Linked DNA regions of Sus scrofa: region 2 is linked to region 1. The links are chromatin contacts, called in public targeted proximity ligation maps. All regions are on one chromosome and are shown on one strand. The core of a region is the stretch at or near the end of the contact, and the rest is flanking DNA. Distances in the headings are between cores, read along the strand shown.

Region 1 (5,007 bases), core at 939-3,438:
GGTCAAAATCATGGCCAAGTTCACCCTGGCTGGACAGTGGAGGAAGCCGTGCATCTGGAGCCCATAGCCCTTCTTCCCAGCTGCATCGCTACCCAGGCAAAACACTTACCGACTCTGATTCCCACTGAGAAGCTGAGGCTCTGAATAGTCTCCCCACCAGCCACTGGTTTAACAAAGGATATTTAGAAAATGCTATTAAAAATATGGAGTTCTCCATTAAAATTCTCAAATTAAATTCAGAATCTATTTTGCCACATCCACAAAACCTGTAAAAAGCACCCAGTTACTGAGGAGTTATTACCCAGGTCTTTGAACTTTAATTACTCCCAGGACTCTGAGCCACATGGACACAGCAAATTGTGCAATAGCAAGCCAAGTCGAGGTTCAGCAGAAGGAGAAGACATTGTGGTTTTCTCCCCTCTTCCTCATTATCTCCTTTTCCTAGATTTTGCCTTATCAAACTGGGGCATAGATCTGTTTCATGTGCAAAGAACAGAAAGCAGGAGGGGTGGGGAGGACATTTTTCCAAGGATCTTGTCTCCAACCCTGCAGGTTGACACTGGTGATCCCAGCACAGACAGCTAGGACCCAATTCTAAGAAGAGGAATTCTCAACCCCTTCCTTGGCAAAGACGTGATAGGCATGTGGGATACCATTCAGCCTTTAACTTTTCTGTAATGAACTCAGGAGCCAGGCTCTGGGCCTCTGGGATGGGCAGGCTCCCTCTCTCAACTCTATGGACTTTTGAAGCACCGGCAGTCTTGTTGGGAGACCTTCTGGAGCAGCAAATTAAGGGAGTTCTTCCAGTTAGACTAATTAACGGCCCACAGGGGACATTGGTTGCTTTGCTTAAAAAAAAAAAAAAAAAAAAAAAAATCCTTTTATGTATGCAGAATTGGAACTTTTTACTAAAAATTTCTGTGGACTGTTCCAAGATGTTTCACAGACTTGCCATACCTAAGAGACTCTTCATTTCAAAGATGGAACTAAATATATTGTCTGTATTCAACTAGCTCATATTTTTGCACAGTGCAAAGCGATGGAATCAGCATTCCTCCTAAGAAGAGGCCTACCAACCGGAATTCTTTAATTACTTTGATGTTTGGATCCAAGTGAAGGAATAGTTGAAGGGCATATTTCAAAATACTCCAGATAGGTGCAAGAGTTTTCATCAAAGTTGAAGTATTTGATATGATTGTGAAAGAATTCCTTTAAATTATGTTTTCTGTTAGGTGCTCGAATTATCCACCTACAACCAGATTGAAAACACACACACACACTCACTATGAAAAACTCTGTTATTATTTAATGAAGATAACTAATCTTTTTAGAGTTTTTCCAATATGCATGCAGGCTACCAAAATATATTTATAAGGACGCGTAAAAATATATTTTGGAAATCTGCCTGCGTATCCATATGTATTTATATAGACATGTCTTCAGCTCAAGTAGCAACAGTGACCTCTAGTGTGTCTTTTTGTCTTTCTCACTCTCTCAACTTCAATTCATTGTTTCTGTAACCTCCAGGGCATTATTTAAGCAAAATTTTCCAGTTTGTATTTGTATTTGGTCTAATTTCTGTATTGACTCTATATGCTGACAAGTGATTCTTAAGAGACTTGCTTTGATCCTGGTAATGTATGATAAAGTAATTGTGCCTTCATTAATGTCTGTAATTATAGTACATAAAGCTGTCATCTACATGAATAATCACCCACCCCTCCCCGAGTTCCACCCCCCCACCCAAAAGGGCCAGTTTTATTTACAAGAAGAATTTAACTTTGGCTGAAGAACTCTTTGAGCTCTGAGCCACAAGCGTCCACACGAAGTCATGTATCATTTGCAAGAGCGCTCCTTTCTCTTTAATGAGAACCCCTAGTTCTTTTTATTAAAATGAATTTGAGGGAAAATCAAATATCTCTGATGGGCCAAACACACTTTTGGCAAGTGAGTGTTTGGGGTTTTGCCCTAGATGTGTGCTGATGTCAGGACAGAGCCCACAAGAATGAAGGGCCGCAGCTCTGGCAGCTTGTGTCAGCACTTCTCGTCCAAGTTCCTCTTTTCAGGAGTTTATAACATTGCAATAAAATTTATTATGGGCTGTGACTTGGCATACGGGAGCCCGGCTGACACTGCAAAGTAGTAGGGAGGATTTTTTTTTTTCTCCCCCAAGCCAGTGTTTGAATCTGTTGTGCCCTGTCTCCCTTTCGAGGGAGTTCAAAATAAAAGTCCCATGGACCTGGCTGCCTTCAGTCCAGACGTCAGAGGCAGCTGAAACGTGCCTGCTCTATCTGCTCTCTGGTAACCTCCTGCAGGATGGTTTGGAAAGGGGAAAAAAAATGCCATAAAGGAGTAAATGTTTCCTGTAAATGAAGGAGGCTCTTAAAGTTGCAATTGTTGGAAAAGACCCTCTAGGGTTAGAGAGGGAGACATGAAAAGGTATTCAAGATTGTTTTCTATCATTGGGTGATCTTCCGTGCCCCCCAACAGCTGGGCTTGTTGGCAAACAAGAAGCTGCATGTGGAAAACACGCTCCCATCTGTGTAAACTAAGCAAGGCATCAAAATAAGCATCATCCCCAGGTTAAAAGCAAAACAGAACATGCGGAGCACAGAACCCTGGAGAATCAGGCAGGAGGATGTGAGTGCATGTAAGTGAATCTGTTCTTTAATGTCGCATATATAAGTCATATATACTCTATGTTTATATTTCATATCTACCTTCTCATGCGCGCCTCCCTTGCTGTGGTCTTTCTGTTACTGCCACAAGCGTCTGTGTCTCAATGACAGTTCTGAGATGGCACCTCTCCAAAGAAAGAACAAACAACTGAATCAGAGAATTGATGAATCCCGGGGGAGGAAATTAATTAGAGCTGGATATAGCTCAATAAAGAATATCCACGTTGGAAGGAAGCATAGAGCTTTGCTTGACCAACCTCCCTTGTTCACAAGTGACTAAGGCCTAAACTGTCAGCTTACCCAACGTCAGAGCTAAATCCAGTCAGAACACACGGTGTATCCTTCCAGATTGCTTACGGCTGGCATTTGTTCTAACTGGACAAGAACCAGGCTATCCTGGCTAATGGTTCTTGGGTATTTTGGCATGTTATTCCTGCCTGTGGTCACTTAGTGACTTTGTGGCAAACAGCTAAGTCCTCAGTTTCTCTGCCAGTTATGAGAAATTGTTTACTCTAAAATTTATCGGTTGATGTGTATACCGTCGAAGCTTTCTCCTCCAGCCCCCTATTTAACCACTTTGCACTTAGATCCACCCGATGAGCCATTGCTCTCTACTCATTGCATAAAACCCGCTTCAGGAGAATGCTAATGGCTCCTCACCATGGAACTGAATGCTTATGGAGAACCAGTTGCTTCTGTAATTTGTTTCCAAACCTGCTTATGTGATTGTACTTTTGTAATACAATGATGCCATTTAACGTAATATTACATAATCAAACAAAATATGAATGTAGAAATGGTTATAGCTATGAAAAATTAAGTGCTTTGGAAAGATGATACAGGAGATTTTGTTTTTAATTTCGGTCACTTTAATAGACTGTGCAAGACAATGCTGAAAGTCTAGAAAAAGCTGTAAAAAATGTGGACAGCTTTTTGGCAGTCACATTGTTTTGCAAGTATCATGGAGTTTTCTCAGAGAAATCCCAAACCGGAAATTGCAGAAATGCATTCTGGATGTGGGTTATACGAGAAAGATGCTGTGGGAACTCCAAAGAGGGTCTAGACAGAAGCAAGCGGCCTCATTCCTACATCAGCAGAAGAGATGTGGCTGTGCATTCAAATAAATGGTTAAGTGTCACATCACTTCAAATCTTTCTCACCTTGAACTAACTTTGGATTAACTGATTCACAAGTGGTCTTATCAGTGGATTTAAGAGGGCTCTTCCACTGCTCTTAAATACACCATCTTGGCAGGAACCCAGAGAAGATTTTGTGGTCTTTAGTTCTGGGGGTGTGGGTGGGACGTGGGGGTGAGGGACCCAAGCAGGAAGCAGTGGGAGGCGGTGACGCTTTTGAAGAGGAGACTATGGTGAATATGAGTATTTCTTTTACAGATGCTATGGATTTAGAAGGCAACTGGTCATGATCGGTCAGTGGACTATATATAGCGTTGGATAAGGGCAAATTTAAATATGAAGGACTCACCCGGAAAATGCATTCCTGTCAGAGAACAAAAGACGTGTGGTGTTTTAAAGTCAGAATCAGCATAGGTGAAGATTCCTTGGAGGCTGTCTAGTCCCTCCTGCATCTGCCCACTTTCAGAGTATTTGCAGACAGGGAAATGCAGACGCGACGCGTCTGGGCAGGTGATCTGCAAGGTTGTTTTATGTCTCCCTTTTATCTGCATTTATAGCTGCCCGATTGTTCCCCAAGTCGGATTTGTCAGAATCTGATTCTCTCCAGCCTTTAACTCAGTGAGGTCTCTCTCTCCCATTATCTTCCTTTAGAGGATTCATAAAAATGTTTTGAGTCCCTGCAATGGAAGCACGTGAGGCTCGATATGGTTTTGACTGTCCTACAAAGTCACCATCCTATCTTTCAGAGACATAATTTGATTGATTGGAGCACGGCTCTTCTGTTAAAACCATTTTGGCTTTAAAATGCTTGAGATTGGGATAGAGGGATAGTGTTCTGCTTGCATCCTCTGGCTTTTGTCAATTTGTGTCAGACCTTAATGTAATCTTTCCTTCTCGGCATAAATAATATAGACGTTGCTTCTGCTAAAACGACTAACAAAATAGACGTTAAAAAAAAAATTCCAGAAACGAATATCAGAAAAAAAAGAGCTTCTTTTTTTAAGATCTCTCTTGAATTCACAGTTTCAGTTCTTCTTTCATTTAAAGGGAATATTTAAGAGATTTTTTTTTTTTTTGGAAATAGTTCTGTGATTTTTTTTTTGGATATTCTGAGATATTCTTCTCTAAATGATTTTTAATTATTTTGAGGGGGAGGAAAGATACAGAAAAAAAAATCCTGATTTTATTTATGA
Region 2 (5,007 bases), core at 904-3,403, 1.7 Mb before region 1:
CTCCAGGACTCAACCAATCACAGATTGTAAACGAAATAACATAGGTACTGAAAACTATCCCAGGGTAAGTGAACCCAGTGCAGTTCAAACCTGTATTGTTCGAGGATCAACTGTATGTAATCACATATACCCAGAGGAGTCTTTTCATGGGGTGCCAGTGACTCCCTGGAAGGTCAGGGAGAAGGGGGCTGGAGGGATGAAGGTGGGACCCCTGCCCAGCAAATCTCCCTGAAGTTGTTCCAATCCACTGTTGAGGTCTTGGAGTGATCTCTTCTCCACAGACACCATCTCCCTAGTTATTTACTCAGGGCATTCTGATGTTTGCAATGGGTCCTTCTGCAAAAAACCTGTTTCCCTTCTGGTGTCCTTTAAAGGAAGATGTGGATCAGTCCCCACTTCTTAGCATTAATGTCAGTTCCATCTTTCCTCGTCCGCTAAATCCCAAGACTCCTTGCCCTGGCACACAGCCCCACTGTTTCTCAACAGCATCACTGTCCCTGGAACCTCTCATTGCTCATTTGAGGCCCTTGGTGATAGTGGGCGCTGTGCTGCTGTCAAACTCGGGGGTCTGCTGCTAAGTGTATTTTAATTTCCCTTCATCTAAATTCCTCATAGAGCAGCTTTTGAAACATGAGATTGTCTTATTAAGAGGTACTTATTGTAAAGTAGAGCGAGCTGCACCTTTGATGAAGACAGAAGAGGCCAAGTTTGATGGGTTGGACAGCATTAGACAAAGAGAGTAATTAATGACTTAATTGCCTCTTCACCCTTTCCTTTTTAAGAAAAGAAAGTTTTTCTTCTTTTCTTTCAAAACTCACCAGGCTGAAAATTGGAATTCCCAATGCATTTTACAGCTTAGCACGAAAAGGAAAAAAGAAAGATAAACCGGAACCCAGTTTTTCTCTTACATTTTCCTGTAACATCGTCCTCACTTTCTAGAATCACTGTCTCTTGATTTTACCTGCAGCGGTCTTGGAGGTTGCAGTGATCTGTTTCTGGAGAGTTCAGTACCTTGTATGGATTTCCTTGTGTTAGTTTAAACGTTGATAAGATACATGGCAAATTAATGAAACAAAAATAGCTTTGTCAATAACCAGAAGAGAAGCCACTTTCAACATTTGTTCAGTGCCCATTGCTTTTGAGGGCCTAACAAAATTAGTGGGTAGGATTAAAGAATATATTCGTCTTTTATCCCATGTTTGAGTACTTGATCACAGAGGCATGGTTTAATCCAAACATCAATAGCACCTCGTCAATTCCGTCAGAGACAGCTGTCAAAGTGGACTTTGGGTTTGTGAAAGCTTTGTGTTTTATCCTTTTTTAAGGTCATGGAGTATTTTCTTTGATTCTTGATGCTGAAATCTTTCTTAATCTTCTAAACTTGTGAAACATCTGTTAAGATTTAATAGGATGGCTTTTGTCTTAAAATTAGAGTCCATCTTGCAAATCTTTCTACCTCCTTTTCTTCCCCACCCCCACTTTGGGAAATGGGGAGCTGGGACAGGGGAAGTGAAGCACACGTCCCTTGTTGGACAGGAGCTCTGGGCACCATGCAGAGAGTGTTAGAATGATGATCAGGCAGGGCGCGACACTTCTGCCTGCTGAATACTGTGAACCCGGTATTCAATTTTATTTTATTTCCTAGTGACATTAGCAATTTTCCTGTAGCACATCACTTAGCCTGGGATCTGAGTGGCAGATTTATGGATCCTAGTGAATAATGAGACAAAAATGATATAAGGAAGGGAAACAGCTGGAAATGGGAATTTTAACCTTTTCCAAGTAAGCCTCCTTGTTACTGGATTGCATCGTGTCAACAAAATGTAGTAGTTAAAATAGCTGGAGGTACAGTAACGGCATCTAAAAATATATCCCTCCAAATACGCACAGACAGCTGTCATGCCTGTTGACAGAATAGATTTGTCATTATCCTCATCAGGAGACACAAAATCATTGCAGTTTTCATAATGGAAGTGTTTCATGCTACATAATTGCTACTGATTTTGAAGGTCCTCCTATAAAGTCACCACCATTGTAATCACAGTGTTTTCATGTACTCACTTTTTATATTCTTAACCTGGATGTTAACACCTCAGCCAGAGCGCTTCACGGGGAGGCATTAAAAGCCTTCTATTTATTGCTTCAGACACATTCCCAACTACCTTTGGCAAGGAAACATGGATTGGAAACTTCTGTTCTGAACAAAGGAGGGCGTCCAAGACCTTTTCCACCACAGGTGCCAATATCCGAACCTTCTCTAAATGTATGAGAAAAACATGTCTAACTCCTGAGAATTGAATTTCTACCATTGTCCAAAGGTTTGCTGCTCCTTCTCCAAGGCAGGAAGGAATCCCCAGTGCAGAGCATGTGGGAGGTGGTGGCCAGAGTAGGGGTTTTGGACTCCTGATGCTGTGTTTGGGAGTCTTGGGACTTTGGCGAGCTTATTTAACTGTTCTGAGCCCGAGGTTCTTTGTAGAAAGTGGGGTTGATCATACCACCTTACAGCTTTGTTCACACATCCCATGAAAGCACCTAGAATGTGCCTGCTGTATAATAGAAGATTGAAGAATAATGGCTCCTTTGTCTTCCTTCCATATTACCCCACACTGAATTCTGGCCCCCCTCCTCTCCCCGCTTCAGCACATGTATGCATTCGTCTTCCTTTTGCCATTTGAAGACTTTCATGGAAAACATAACAGATTTACTTATGAAATGAGAGTAGAAAAGAAGCCTCAGCTCTTTTCCCTCTATTTTTCTCTCCTCTGTTTTTCTCCAGTCTGGGAAGGGGAGAATTCTCATTGTTATAAATAAGAGCAAAATATTAAGGTCTCTCACTTACTATATCAGGCATGGTATGAAATACTTATTTATTTATTTATTTTTGTCTTTTTTTGCCATTTCCTGGGCCGCCCCTGCGGCATATGGAGGTTCCCAGGCTAGGGGTCGAATCGGAGCCATAGCCACCGGCCTACGCCAGAGCCACAGCAACTCGGAATCCGAGCCGCGTCTGCAGCCTACACCACAGCTCACGGCAACACGGATCGTTAACCCACTGAGCAAGGGCAGGGCCGAACCCGCAACCTCATGGTTCCTAGTCAGATTCGTTAACTACTGCGCCACGACGGGAACTCCTGAAATACTTATCACATTGAATCCTCACAATGACCCTATCAAGTAGAGTTTTTTTTTTTTTTTCTTTTAAAAAATTTTATTGGAGTATAGTTGACTTTCTTTAGGTGCAATCCTTATCCACATTTTCCAGAGGAGGAAACTGAGGCCCAGAGGGGCTGTGTCACTTGCCTAGGATCACACAGCCAAGATTGTCTAGCGTAGCAGGCACCCCATGCTAACAGAGCAGTAAGGCCCAGAGTTCAGCAGGGTCTGGAGGCCCATTAGCTGCATCCTTGCAGCATTTTTTTTTTTTTTTTTTTTTTGATTGTTAGGCACTGTGTCCCAGAGCCTGGTCCCCAAGTCCACTCAGCTTTGAGGAAGGACTCCCGTGTGGCTGGTATGGAGTGAGGTCCACCCTCTGGGAGGGTGTGTTGCTGTTCACAGTATGAAAAAGTCCTGCCAACAGTTGTTTTTTCTCCTCTGCCTCTTTCTCCCACTTTTGACAAGGTTTTCAATTAGCAGCTTATAGAGGCCCAGCCTGGGGTCCTCATTTCATGCAGTATGCATACTTTAATTCCCCCCCAGAGGATTGAAAGGTGGTGGGAGAGGAAGGAGGGGCGACATAAAGGCCCCTTGGCTGAAGGCCCCTTTTATGTGAGTACAGGCTGAAAGCGAAGCCTTGTTGAAACTTTTGTGGGCCAGGGATCATTTGGGAAGTGACTCTCAGAGGTGAAGTGGACACTCCTGTTGCAGGATGAGAGGCTACTGGGCTGATGGCGGGCCTCTCTGCTTCAGTTCTGGTTCCTGGAAGAACATGTACAGTCACTGCGGAGGCCTCTTGCACTTAAGAAGAAGAAATTTCCTCCTCTTTGGGTGGTGAAGAATCCCGCAGAGCCCTGGGCCTTCTGCTCACGGGGAGGCTAGGCTGTTTATTCAGGGCCTGGGATGCTCTGAACTAGTGCTGTCCTCTCTCCTGGGCCGGAAGGATGCTTTGTTTGCACGGAGACTGTGCTGACTGCTTTCTCTTTATCAGCAGGCTGGATTTGTACTTCACCTGGAAGACATGTTAGCTTCTCTTCAGTCTGCAAAAGCAGGATAGTTTTTTTGAGGAAGTAAAAAATCAAGACCCACATGATTTCAAACCCAAGTGCTATGAGTCTGCCACCTCCCTCCAACACAGAGCTCATGAGCTACATGAAATAAGGGCCCCTTGAATTGCATGACAAGAGTATTGCTGTATTATAGGCTGAAATGAACTTTTTTTTGAAATTAGGTGGGCCGGGATTACCTGAAAAAGATGACAGACCAAATCTGAATTTTGGTTTCTAAATAAAGGTAGAGAGGGTTTTTGTTTGTTTCTTTGTTTGTGTGTTTTTTAGGGCCGAACCCGAAATACATGGAAGTTCCCAGGCTAGGGGTTGAATTGGAGCTAGAGCTGCTGGCCACAGCCATGCCAGATCTGAGCCATGTCTGAGACCTACACCACAGCTCATGGCAATGCTGGATCTTTAACCCACTGAGCAAGGCTAGTGATGGAACCTGTGTCCTCATGGATACTAGTTGGGTTCGTTACCCTGAATCATGACAGGAACTCCTAGAGAGGGTTTTTGAGTTTTTTGGTTTTTTTTGTCTTTTTTTTTTTTTCCATTTCTTGGGCTGCTCCCTTGGCATATGGAGGTTCCCAGGCTAGGGGTCAAATCAGAGCTGTAGTCACTGGCCTACGCCAGAGTCACAGCAGCGCGGGATCCGAGCTGCGTCTGCAACCTACACCACAGCTCACGGCAACGCCAGATCCTTAACCCACTGAGCAAGCCAGGGATCGAACCCGCAACATCATCGTTCCAGTCGGATTCGCTAACCACTGAGCCACGACGGGAAATCCTAAGAGCGTTTTTG

Evidence for each region.
Region 2: a targeted proximity ligation map of skeletal muscle shows a contact between it and region 1, with 16 times the contacts expected there. A contact is called at or near these places in 1 of 47 Hi-C or Micro-C datasets (embryonic fibroblasts) and 1 of 2 datasets of targeted methods (skeletal muscle).

The regions. Positions count from the first base shown.
Region 1 is chr3:74,657,117-74,662,123 of Sscrofa11.1, reverse strand. No RefSeq gene overlaps it. Among named protein-coding and RNA genes, the nearest start is that of ETAA1, 77 kb to the left of the region's middle.
Region 2 is chr3:76,337,802-76,342,808 of Sscrofa11.1, reverse strand. No RefSeq gene overlaps it. Among named protein-coding and RNA genes, the nearest start is that of SPRED2, 190 kb to the left of the region's middle.